Regions from separate parts of the Mus musculus genome. Here all the other regions are linked to region 3. Evidence: chromatin contacts called from public Hi-C data. All regions are on one chromosome and are shown on one strand. The core of a region is the stretch at or near the end of the contact, and the rest is flanking DNA. Distances in the headings are between cores, read along the strand shown.

What was found. A called contact is a pair of places that touch in the nucleus more often than the background predicts.
Region 1: a contact with region 3 is called in a Hi-C map of muscle stem cells, with 2.0 times the contacts expected there. The contact joins two enhancer-like sites. A contact is called at or near these places in 1 of 15 datasets of contacts at CTCF or cohesin (the NIH/3T3 cell line), 1 of 484 Hi-C or Micro-C datasets (muscle stem cells) and 2 of 115 datasets of contacts at active chromatin or transcription factors (embryonic basal ganglia and heart atrium).
Region 2: a Hi-C map of tail fibroblasts shows a contact between it and region 3, with 4 times the contacts expected there. The contact joins two enhancer-like sites. A contact is called at or near these places in 2 of 484 Hi-C or Micro-C datasets (muscle stem cells and tail fibroblasts) and 1 of 115 datasets of contacts at active chromatin or transcription factors (embryonic stem cells).

Annotation. Positions count from the first base shown.
Region 1 is chr17:16,371,186-16,374,510 of GRCm38.p6, reverse strand. All of the region lies in intron 2 of Gm41534 (a long non-coding RNA gene), which reads right to left. Among named protein-coding and RNA genes, the nearest start is that of Gm41534, 140 kb to the right of the region's middle. Within about 2 kb of position 1,335, at least 10 of the 459 cell types and tissues checked have an H3K27ac peak or open chromatin away from gene starts, as enhancers often do. A contact at or near this core is called in muscle stem cells, where this site is marked.
Region 2 is chr17:16,338,757-16,341,944 of GRCm38.p6, reverse strand. The region is part of intron 2 of Gm41534 (a long non-coding RNA gene); the gene reads right to left. Among named protein-coding and RNA genes, the nearest start is that of Gm41534, 100 kb to the right of the region's middle. Within about 2 kb of position 1,609, at least 51 of the 459 cell types and tissues checked have an H3K27ac peak or open chromatin away from gene starts, as enhancers often do. A contact at or near this core is called in muscle stem cells and tail fibroblasts, where this site is marked.
Region 3 is chr17:15,807,270-15,810,345 of GRCm38.p6, reverse strand. Rgmb (repulsive guidance molecule family member B) reads left to right here. Exons shown (of 5, transcript NM_001372257.1): 5 at 2,545-3,076. Among named protein-coding and RNA genes, the nearest start is that of Rgmb, 22 kb to the left of the region's middle. Within about 2 kb of position 1,410, at least 90 of the 459 cell types and tissues checked have an H3K27ac peak or open chromatin away from gene starts, as enhancers often do. A contact at or near this core is called in muscle stem cells and tail fibroblasts, where this site is marked.

The DNA of each region.
Region 1 (3,325 bases), core at 86-2,585, 560 kb before region 3:
TTACCATGTAAAAGTTAGGGAATCCCACTGAGACAGGAATCTTCACTACAGCCAGGTATAGCAGTCTACATTGCATATTAGAAGCAAGTTGGTGAATTCTTCTGACAAATGGAGATTCTCCACAGATACTTAAAAGAACAGCCAAGTTACACTCATACAAGAATTTATCAGGCCTAGGAAAGAGGGGGGTTGTGGTATTGCATTATTCATGAGAAGGCCTGCTAGAGCAGAACCCCCTGGTGCTAGCTTTAACAAGGCTCAAAGGAGTAGCACAAATTGTGACTAGGGTGTGAAATCCTTACCTGTCATTTGCTGACCCTAGGCAGGGCGGTTTTATCTTTACTGTAAATATTACCTGGTTCCTGTAAGTCCTTTTGAAGTCATTCCTTTGTTTTGTGTCAGGTAACTTCAATGTACTTTGCCTGCTGTGACATCCTACCCCCTTTATTTTCTGTATTATTTAAGACTGGTGTTCACTTTGTGACAATACATTCAGATTCTACACAATCTCCTGTTTTGCATCTGTCTGTCATTCATTCGCCCGACTCCTTGTCCACCTGCAACTAGAGACCCATTCTATGCAAACAAGGGACCAAGAGGGTCTGCCGAAGTTTGGCGCTATATACCACTCAGAATAGTATTTTAACTTCCATTCACTTACCTACAAATTTTGTGATTTCATTTTTCTTTACAGCTGAATAGTGTTCATTATGTATATGTACTAGATTTTTTTTTTAATCCATTTTTCAGTTGAAGAACATTTAGGTTGTTTCCATTTCCTCACTGTTGTGAACAGAGCAGCCAAAAATCAGTGCTAAGCAAGTGCTTGTAGAGGAGGATGTTAAGTCCTTTGGGCATATAAGAAGGAATAGTATAAGCGAGTCATGCAATTGATCTTATTTTTTAGAATAATCCACACTAATTTCCATAGTAGTTGTACCAGTTTGCAAAAACAACAATGTATAAGGGTTCTCCTTTCCTTACATCCTTGCCAGAATTTGTTCTAGGTGATTTTGTTGGTCTTATTCAGCCTGCCAGGGGAAAAATGAAATCTCAAAGTTGTTTTTTAATTTGCATTCCCCTAACTGCTAGAGACCGTGAACTATTTTTAAGTGACATTTTAGCCATTTTTATTTCATCTTTTGGGAATTTCTGTTCAGATCCATAACCATTTGAGTTATACAAATACATAATAGAAAATTCAAAAAAGGAAAGTTTCCAGTTGGTAAAGAGAAAAAATAATCTGTGGAAATTCACCAAGGTCAGCTGACTAGAAATAGTGGCAAAGCCAGTGTGAAGGTCACAGGACTCCCTTCACATAGCTATGGCGTGAAGAGCAGCTGTGTGACATCTGTTGTTTTTCATTTTGCAAGATTTTGGTTTCCATGGCCTTTACTATTCTGAGAAAACTAATGTAATATTCCCCAAATAAATTAAGATCTTCTTGGCTTCTTAAATGTAAGCTTCTATTAAAACTAGACTAGGAAAAAGAATAGTGAAAATCTTCCACTGGGATTCTGGGGTCACTGTAAAAAGGCATGAGTACTAGGATTTATTCAGCTGTTGTTTTCTATGCCTGATGACAATTGATTGTCTTCACCTTTGTACTGTGACTGTTAAGTTCATGTGAAACCTCAAAGATCACATCTGATCATCTTTATTTTATGCTCTGTTTGGGGACAAGTTGGCCTTCCGTTACTGCCATCCTTAAGCCTTATTCTCCTGTTCTGATCACCTACTCCTGTCTCCAGGGAGTCTGAGTTCAAATCCAAGTCTGTTACTGATTACTTTGCTCATTCCTCTCTGCTTGTCTAAATACTCAGAAAATTAATATTTCTTATCTGTTTCCTTTTCTTTTATTGGATAATTTCTTTATTTACATTTCAAATGTTATTACCTTTCCTGGTTTCCCCTCCAGAAACCCCTTATCCCATTCCCCTTCCCCTTCTTCTATAAGGGTGTTCCCCTACCCACCCACTCACTCCCCTCTCCCTGCCCTGGCATTCCCCTACACTGGGGCATCAAGCCTTCACAGGACCAAGGGCTGCTCTTATCTTTTAGAAAGATTTTGAGAACTAATAACGGCAACATTGCTTTCAATAGGTATTTTAATTTTGAAGCTATTGTATTGTGGACAGCCGTGGGGCTAATTACATTTGATGTTAATTCCATTCTCCTGAGAGGGGTTGTGAACAAGGAATGAGTTAGCACTTAGGTGATTTCCTGTAAACCTACTTCCCACTTTAATTTGAAAAATAAAGGAGAGCTGATGATTGGGCAGATAAAGGGAAGGTGGAGTGGAAAGTGGGGAGAGAGAATAAGTAGAAAATGGGAGAGAGAGAGAACACAGGAGGAGGAAGAAGAAGAAAAGCAGAGCAGAAGCACATGGCCTGGAGAAACTGCAAGTTCTCAGGGGTCTCATAGGTGTGGAAGATGGTAGTGTAGAAGTAGATCTGCCCAATCTAGGTGCACAACATGTATTCATATTAACTGTATCATGTTTTCATTGCTGGGGCATATTTGGGTTGGAGATTTACCACAACACTATTGGTATTAACTTTAAAACATTCATTTTCTTTTTCATTGTCTCTAAACGTGAAAGAAGGAAAGAGGTGGAGAAGGGTAGGTGACTTACTGTGTTTCCACAGATAACATCAACCAAAGGAGGTGTTAGGGAAGAAAAAATCTCGTACATCTCCAGGAATCGTTATGTAAAGAGAAATTCTTGTCATTCAGACACTAAATATGAAGCATTTATTATAGAGTATCTTCTCTGTATATTTCATCTTAGAAATCTGCAGCCAAATTTTTTATAGATGAACTTTTTTGCTCAAGAGTTAAATAATATTCCAAATTATTAAGAATACAAACATCAACTTTTAGCTATTGTCTATATTATTAGAGAGAATAGATAAGGCAAAAGTTAGTTAATCTTTTTTTTTTTTTTTACTTTTAAAGATAGGAGAAGTTTATTACTGAATATGAACATGAGCATATCCCTGTATCCAACAACATCAACTAGGAAGTGCTGATTATGTCTTTGCATACAGTTTTCCATTTGCATACCAATAATCAGTTTGTAGAGCAACTATTAGTTATTTATTTGCATACCAATTATAGCTCAGTAAACACGGGGAAGGAAAATGAATGCCACCACCCACATACTTGATTCTCTATGGATAGGGGTTACCAGGAACTGGATCATTCATGTTTGCCTTCCCAATATCTAATACACTGCAAACTTTGCAGGTCCTATACATTTGTTATCCTTAGTTACAAATCAAATAAAAAAATGGAAAGTAAAACATGAGACCTAATTTAAGGC
Region 2 (3,188 bases), core at 360-2,859, 530 kb before region 3:
AAGAAAGGAAGAAGAAAGTACTAAGTATCAAGTGCTAATACTTCACTTAGTTCATTTTCTTCAGGGCTTCTCTTACTGGTTGCTTGGCGATTATAAAATGGCCACTATTCTGAACAAGCATGATACCTTCATTTGTGAAGCAATTGTTCATGACCAAATTTTTGACCAGACACTGGGACTGCTGACATAATTGAAACACAGCTGACATGTCTCAAGAGTGTGATGTGCTGATCCAGGACACTCCACACTGCTTTCTTTCACCCAGATATTTAGATAATAGTCCATGAGGTGCCTTTCTCAACACAAGACTTGAGAGCTTCATTTCCTCGGTATAGCTCTCACATTCAAGCTGTCTGGAGCATAAGCTCTGCATGTGAGATCTGTGTTATGGCAAAAGAAGATGCAGGGAGTCAGTTATTCTGAAAGGTCAAGAATGATGAATTACCTCTTTCTAGAATTTTTTTCAAACCATGACTTCCTACCTATATTTTGGTCTACAGAGTCAAGTCCTCCATACATGAGACCTAAGAAGTTCTGATTCAAGTGACAGTCTATACCTATCAGGTTATCCTTGTAAATATTTAGGTTTGACAAAAACCAACTGAGATTGATTCAATTTGTATGCAGTTTTGTTTTTTTGGTTTGTTCTATATTTGGATGTGGATGGAATGCAGGGTTTCCTCATATATGCTTCATAAGCATTCTAATATTAAGTTATATCCCATGTTCTTATATTTATATCTTACTCTATATAGGAATTAAATGCATACTATTGTATATATATTTTTTATATAGTCACAAGTCCCTACTATGTACAATACATTATGAAAAGATTTCTTCTATCAACATATTGTCAGAGATATTGATGGAAGGTATATTCATACAGACACAAATGTGTTACTGCATATACATGTATAATAATATCACACATCTTACAGGTTCAGTTTACTCAGAGGGCACCAGCAACATTCTCCATATACTTGAAAACCTTTATTTCATTAAAAGAATCTGCCATTGGATCCTATTAACATACTCCAATAGAAACCATATCTAATAAATATATGTCTACTTCTTATTGAATCTTTATAGTCCTTGTGGCTTCCAAAATCTGAAAGATTTAGATTTTTTAAAAAGACACTGCAGATATGGTACTAGTTCCTCGGATCCCCCCGGTTCTTTGCTCTCTTCTTCTTCCACCTGCCTCTCCAACCTCCATACTAGCTTGATCCAGACAGCCAGAGCCTATACTTTGTGTTGTACGCACTCTAAGCCTTGAGCTCTGTTCACCTCTGTTACAGAAGTGTCTGTGATTTGAACCATCAGCATGGTCATTTGTGGGGTGTGTGTGTGTGTGTGTGTGTGTGTGTGTGTGTAAAAGTGTGTGTAAAGGTGTGCACTGAAGGTAGCCTCACATTATCACAAGTCTCTCAATAGTAATTTAAAAAGAACCAGTGTCTTCTGCTTGCGAGTAGCTATCTTTCTGTCTCATTGTGGATCTCTGTCTTCTGATGTAGTCAGTTTTTATATAATATAGACACTCAGACTCCCAGAGTGTAGGATGTTTGTAACACATTTTCTATGAGTCACTGTGCACAGGGAGGTTTTCTAATGAGTAACACAGTCATGTCATTCTGAGTTCACTTCAGCTCACATCCACAGTGACCTTGCAAAAAGTCTCATTTGGAGTGTTTTGTTTTGGTTAGGATCTTGTGTTTTCTGTGCTTTATTTTTTTATCATTCAAGTGAGAATAAAAGTTCTTATTTTATAACTATATGGCTCCTTCTGGGAAATCTGCCTTCTCTGCATCAGACTTTACACCCCATTTGTTTTACTTAGTCATCCTATTTTCCCTGTGTCTGTATTTATCTGAATAAGTAAGTCATCTTTCCTCAGGGCTGCAAGACTTTTCACTCAAATCTCTAAAGACTGATTATACTATCCCGAAGTGAGCACAAGCATTGGCCAGCATTTATAACTCCCTGGCAACGCAAAACAGATGGCTAAGGAAATCAGATGCATTATCTCATAGACTTAGCTAATCTCAAAATTATGAGTCCTTTTGGATGTGTGAGCTGAATATGGAGGCAGCTGTAGAGTGACACATTAAAGCTGATACGATTGCTTTTTGCTTCATCCTCCAACGACCCATAAATCTTGAGCTGAGCTTCACAGGAAGTAGGGGTCATTGGGTCGTTAGGAAGATGGGCTATAGCTTGTGTTTACTTTTCAAAGGAATGTAAAACATAGGAGCTACTCAACCATTTCTACATAGTCACCATTTTCCAAATGAAAATTATGTAGAAAAACTAAGTTTTTAAAAACACTGATTTTAAGATTAAACTCATGAGGAAATATTGTAAGTAAAATTAATCAAACAGAAAACTGTATTTTCAAATGATCTACAAGTATTATCAGCTCATTAAAAGAAAATCCTCAGTGTTTTCATGATTCAACATATTATTAGTATCATTGTTAAAACTTCATGGGGTTCATAACTCTTAGCATACTCTGAGAAGAATGCTGTAACAAGAGAGTTCCAAGGTAGTGAATTCTGCATCTATAGTAACATAAATTACATAAGGCAGACTCCTGCAAACAAAACCAAATTTAAGTCTGGTTATTCTTTTTCCAGTTATTTAATGCATGCACAGATATATATTAATAACTTCTCCAATATAGCAAGAATCTAAATTATAATTTCCAAGAATAAACTATTTAACAACAGTTTTTATCTACAAACTGTGTGGCAAAGCATGCATGTTGTTTTCATTATTTATTATAGTTAATGTATGAAAGTGAGCTTAAATAGGGATTGAATTATTCTTTCTTTACTTTGAGTATGTGAACAATTTTTCTCATGGTAAAGAAAAGTTTCTGGAAAAGAAGTTATATATATGTCAACTACTGGATAAAAGTTGGAGAAAAGTCACACATAAGACAGCTTAGAGTCTGCTGTGGTACAGACTCAAGAGAAAGTCAACCTTCTGTCACAGGACATCTGGGGACAGAGTGTGCAAGGGTGAGCACTGAGACTTTCTGAAAAATCATTTAATTTTTGAACTTGGCTAGATAGAGTCCTTTCATGATTCTATAGCAATATGGGTGAGAAAAGAGATGATGGGCAGGTCTGTGCTGCCCCATTGCTTGGTCTTTCAAATTTTTCTAGAGAGCACTGAGCACAGATCAC
Region 3 (3,076 bases), core at 161-2,660:
GGCTGCTATGTGAACATTCTTAAGGTTTGGAATTTGCAAAAATTCCAGTGAAATTTTGTATATTTTTAAAGTGAGAATTAGTACGGACGAACAGCTTTGCTTTCCTGGAGAGGTAGACAATCTAAAATGGATTTCATGCTGGTCACAGCTGAGTGCTTGCTTGTTGAGAGCTTGTGTTGTAATTGTTCTGAGGAGTGGCATGGAATTACAAAACTCAAGTCATGTGAAACTGCTACCCAGAGTTTTTTCTACACTGCATTGATTATGAATCTAGGTCCCTGCTCAGGTACACACTTAAACTACAAGGGACTTCTCAGGGACCCTTCCCCATGCTCTGAGGTTCTTTCAGCCCCTTGCCATGTTGATTCAACAGATAATTCTACACACATGGCCAACTGAAAGATAGCACTGTAATTTTATCAGACAGAAAGTCTCATCAAGTAAAATGAGTAGACAAAATCTATAAGGTAGAGTAGAATATTCGATAGGTACAGGCCCAAGAGAACACTAGTTTTCCATGTGCCCTGCTGTATCACAGAGGATAAGTGGGTGAGGGGTGTTTAAAACTAGTCCTGAGTTCCACGTTGGAATTGCTGTGCCTAATGAAAACGGCAGGCTTGGTTAAACATGAAACTATTCCACTCATCTTAGCATTGACTCCTGTGTGTCTTTTTTGGTAACTGGTTTGCAATTGGATAGCTCTGCTTTGTTGCCCCAACAAAACTGAATTCCTTTTCTCTCTTCCTAATGTGAACAAAATGTTCATAGTCCTTGCATGCAATGCCAAGTTGGTTTAAACAAGTTTGTTAGACCAGAAAGACACGTTACTGAGTTGTTGGATTTTCTCAGTTTTTGACTGTGTTTCAGCTGAGCCGATCTGTGCTCAGGACTATGTGAAACAATGTTACTGACTTTGCTCTTAGCTGTCTGTGTTGGTTAACCTTCAGTGTTTTCTATCCTTCCCCCAGTGTTTCCAGGTACGGAATTTACTTGAATTTAATCTTTTCACCTCCTAGCAATCCCAGCTTGTCTTAAAAAAGGACTTGTCAAACTGACTTTAGAGCCACCAAATAAATGTGTTTTATAGTCTCCTTAGATACCCACCTCAGACCGCCTCACAGGGGAAGGTCCCATGGTTAGAGTCAGCAGTTCTCCTCAAGTCATCTCTAGTCACCTTCTCTGGCTTGTAAAGAAGGTGTTGAAATGTGAGAAGGGCTGGTCGTCGTGAAATCAAATTGTGGCTCTGGGTAATTAGGGGAGAAAGCCCAGGGTTTCACAGCACATTGTCTGGCTTTCAGTTGCAGCTGCAAACAACGGATATGAACTTAGCCAGTTGCTGCAGTGCAGCTGCCTCAGAGCTGGGCTTTGTAACTGGCTGAAGTCAAATGAAATGACTGGAAAATTCCAGTCAAGTACCACCAGTGGGAACATGTGGAATTAAATAGTGTGAGCAACTGCTGGCTGACTTGGGGAGAAACTTCAGACGTGAGCTTGAGGGTGGTAGTCAGGATTTGGGGGGCATTTCTGGCCTCTTAAACAAGGGTCCATTGTTTTGACTAGTTTCCTTGCAGGAGCTAAGTCTCACGGCATCAGAGTTTCGTGGAGTGTGTGGCTTATCTGCCTTCTTGACTCAAGTCACCCAGTCCTTTATTCTTTTTTTTTTTTAATTTAAAAAAAAAAACCGGAACAAACAAACTTACTGCATAACTGGCTCTGTAACAAACTGCTACTGCGTAAACTGAATCTCAGAGGCTCTGTCAGATGGTGCTGGGGGAGGGGCACACAGAACTCTGCCCCTTCCTACTTAACCTGTCCCCTCAGAAGCTGACTGCAAAACTGGGAACAGGTTCATTTGCTACAGTTTTTTATAATTGTTATAACAAAAGGATTCCGCAAGGACAAGAGCGGTCTTACTGAGGAAGGTTTTGTATTTATCAATGGGTAAGGGTTTTTTTTCCCTCTCTGAACTATTTGCTTCATTTGGAAAATTAAGAGCTTACTGGGAAAAGCTGTGAGGAGTCAGGCCCCTGGTGGAGTTTAAGGAAACCATCTTCTGTTCCGAGGTTTGGAGCATGTTATCTCTGCCAGTGCTTGAGAGCCATGCTTGCCAAATAATTCCCTGTCACAGGGATTAAGCACTTATGCAAAACATTTGATTAAGAGACTTAAAGAGATCTCTCCCGAGGCACATGATTGGTAGTTGTTGCGGATACCCCACCCCCACCCCCAAAGAGCCTCTGTCTTGTCTCTCAGTATTTATATTAATAGTGATGAGTCGTGCAAAATGGAGATAGTCAGTGAATGATCTCTGTAGAAGGCAGGGCTCTGTTAGATATATCATTAATTAAGCCCCTAGAAGCTTCTGTTCATCTTAGCCAGGAACCTCCACCCTCACCCCAACTATGCTCTACTTTAGTTAGTTTTAGAAGGAGACAAATAAATGTACTGTTCCCAAGGCTCGCTCCAAAGCAGGCGTAGGGAGCTCTGCTGTGGAGTGGCGCCCTCCCCCCAGCTGTGTTAACTTGTGCATCTTCCACCCCACAGGTCACGATTATCTTCAAAGCACAGCACGAGTGCACGGATCAGAAGGTGTACCAAGCTGTGACAGATGACCTGCCGGCCGCCTTTGTAGATGGCACCACCAGTGGGGGGGACGGTGACGTGAAGAGTCTTCACATCGTGGAGAAGGAGAGTGGCCGCTACGTAGAGATGCATGCCCGCTACATAGGCACCACAGTGTTTGTGCGACAGCTGGGTCGCTACCTAACCCTCGCTATCCGGATGCCCGAAGACTTGGCCATGTCCTATGAGGAAAGCCAGGACTTGCAGCTGTGTGTGAATGGCTGCCCCATGAGTGAATGCATTGATGATGGACAAGGCCAGGTGTCTGCTATCCTGGGGCACAGCCTGCCTCACACCACCTCAGTGCAGGCCTGGCCTGGCTACACACTGGAGACTGCCAGCACCCAATGCCACGAGAAGATGCCGGTGAAGGACATCTATTTCCAATCGTGTGTCTTCGACCTGCTCACCACTGGTGATGCCAACTTTACTGCTGCAGCCCACAGTGCCTTGG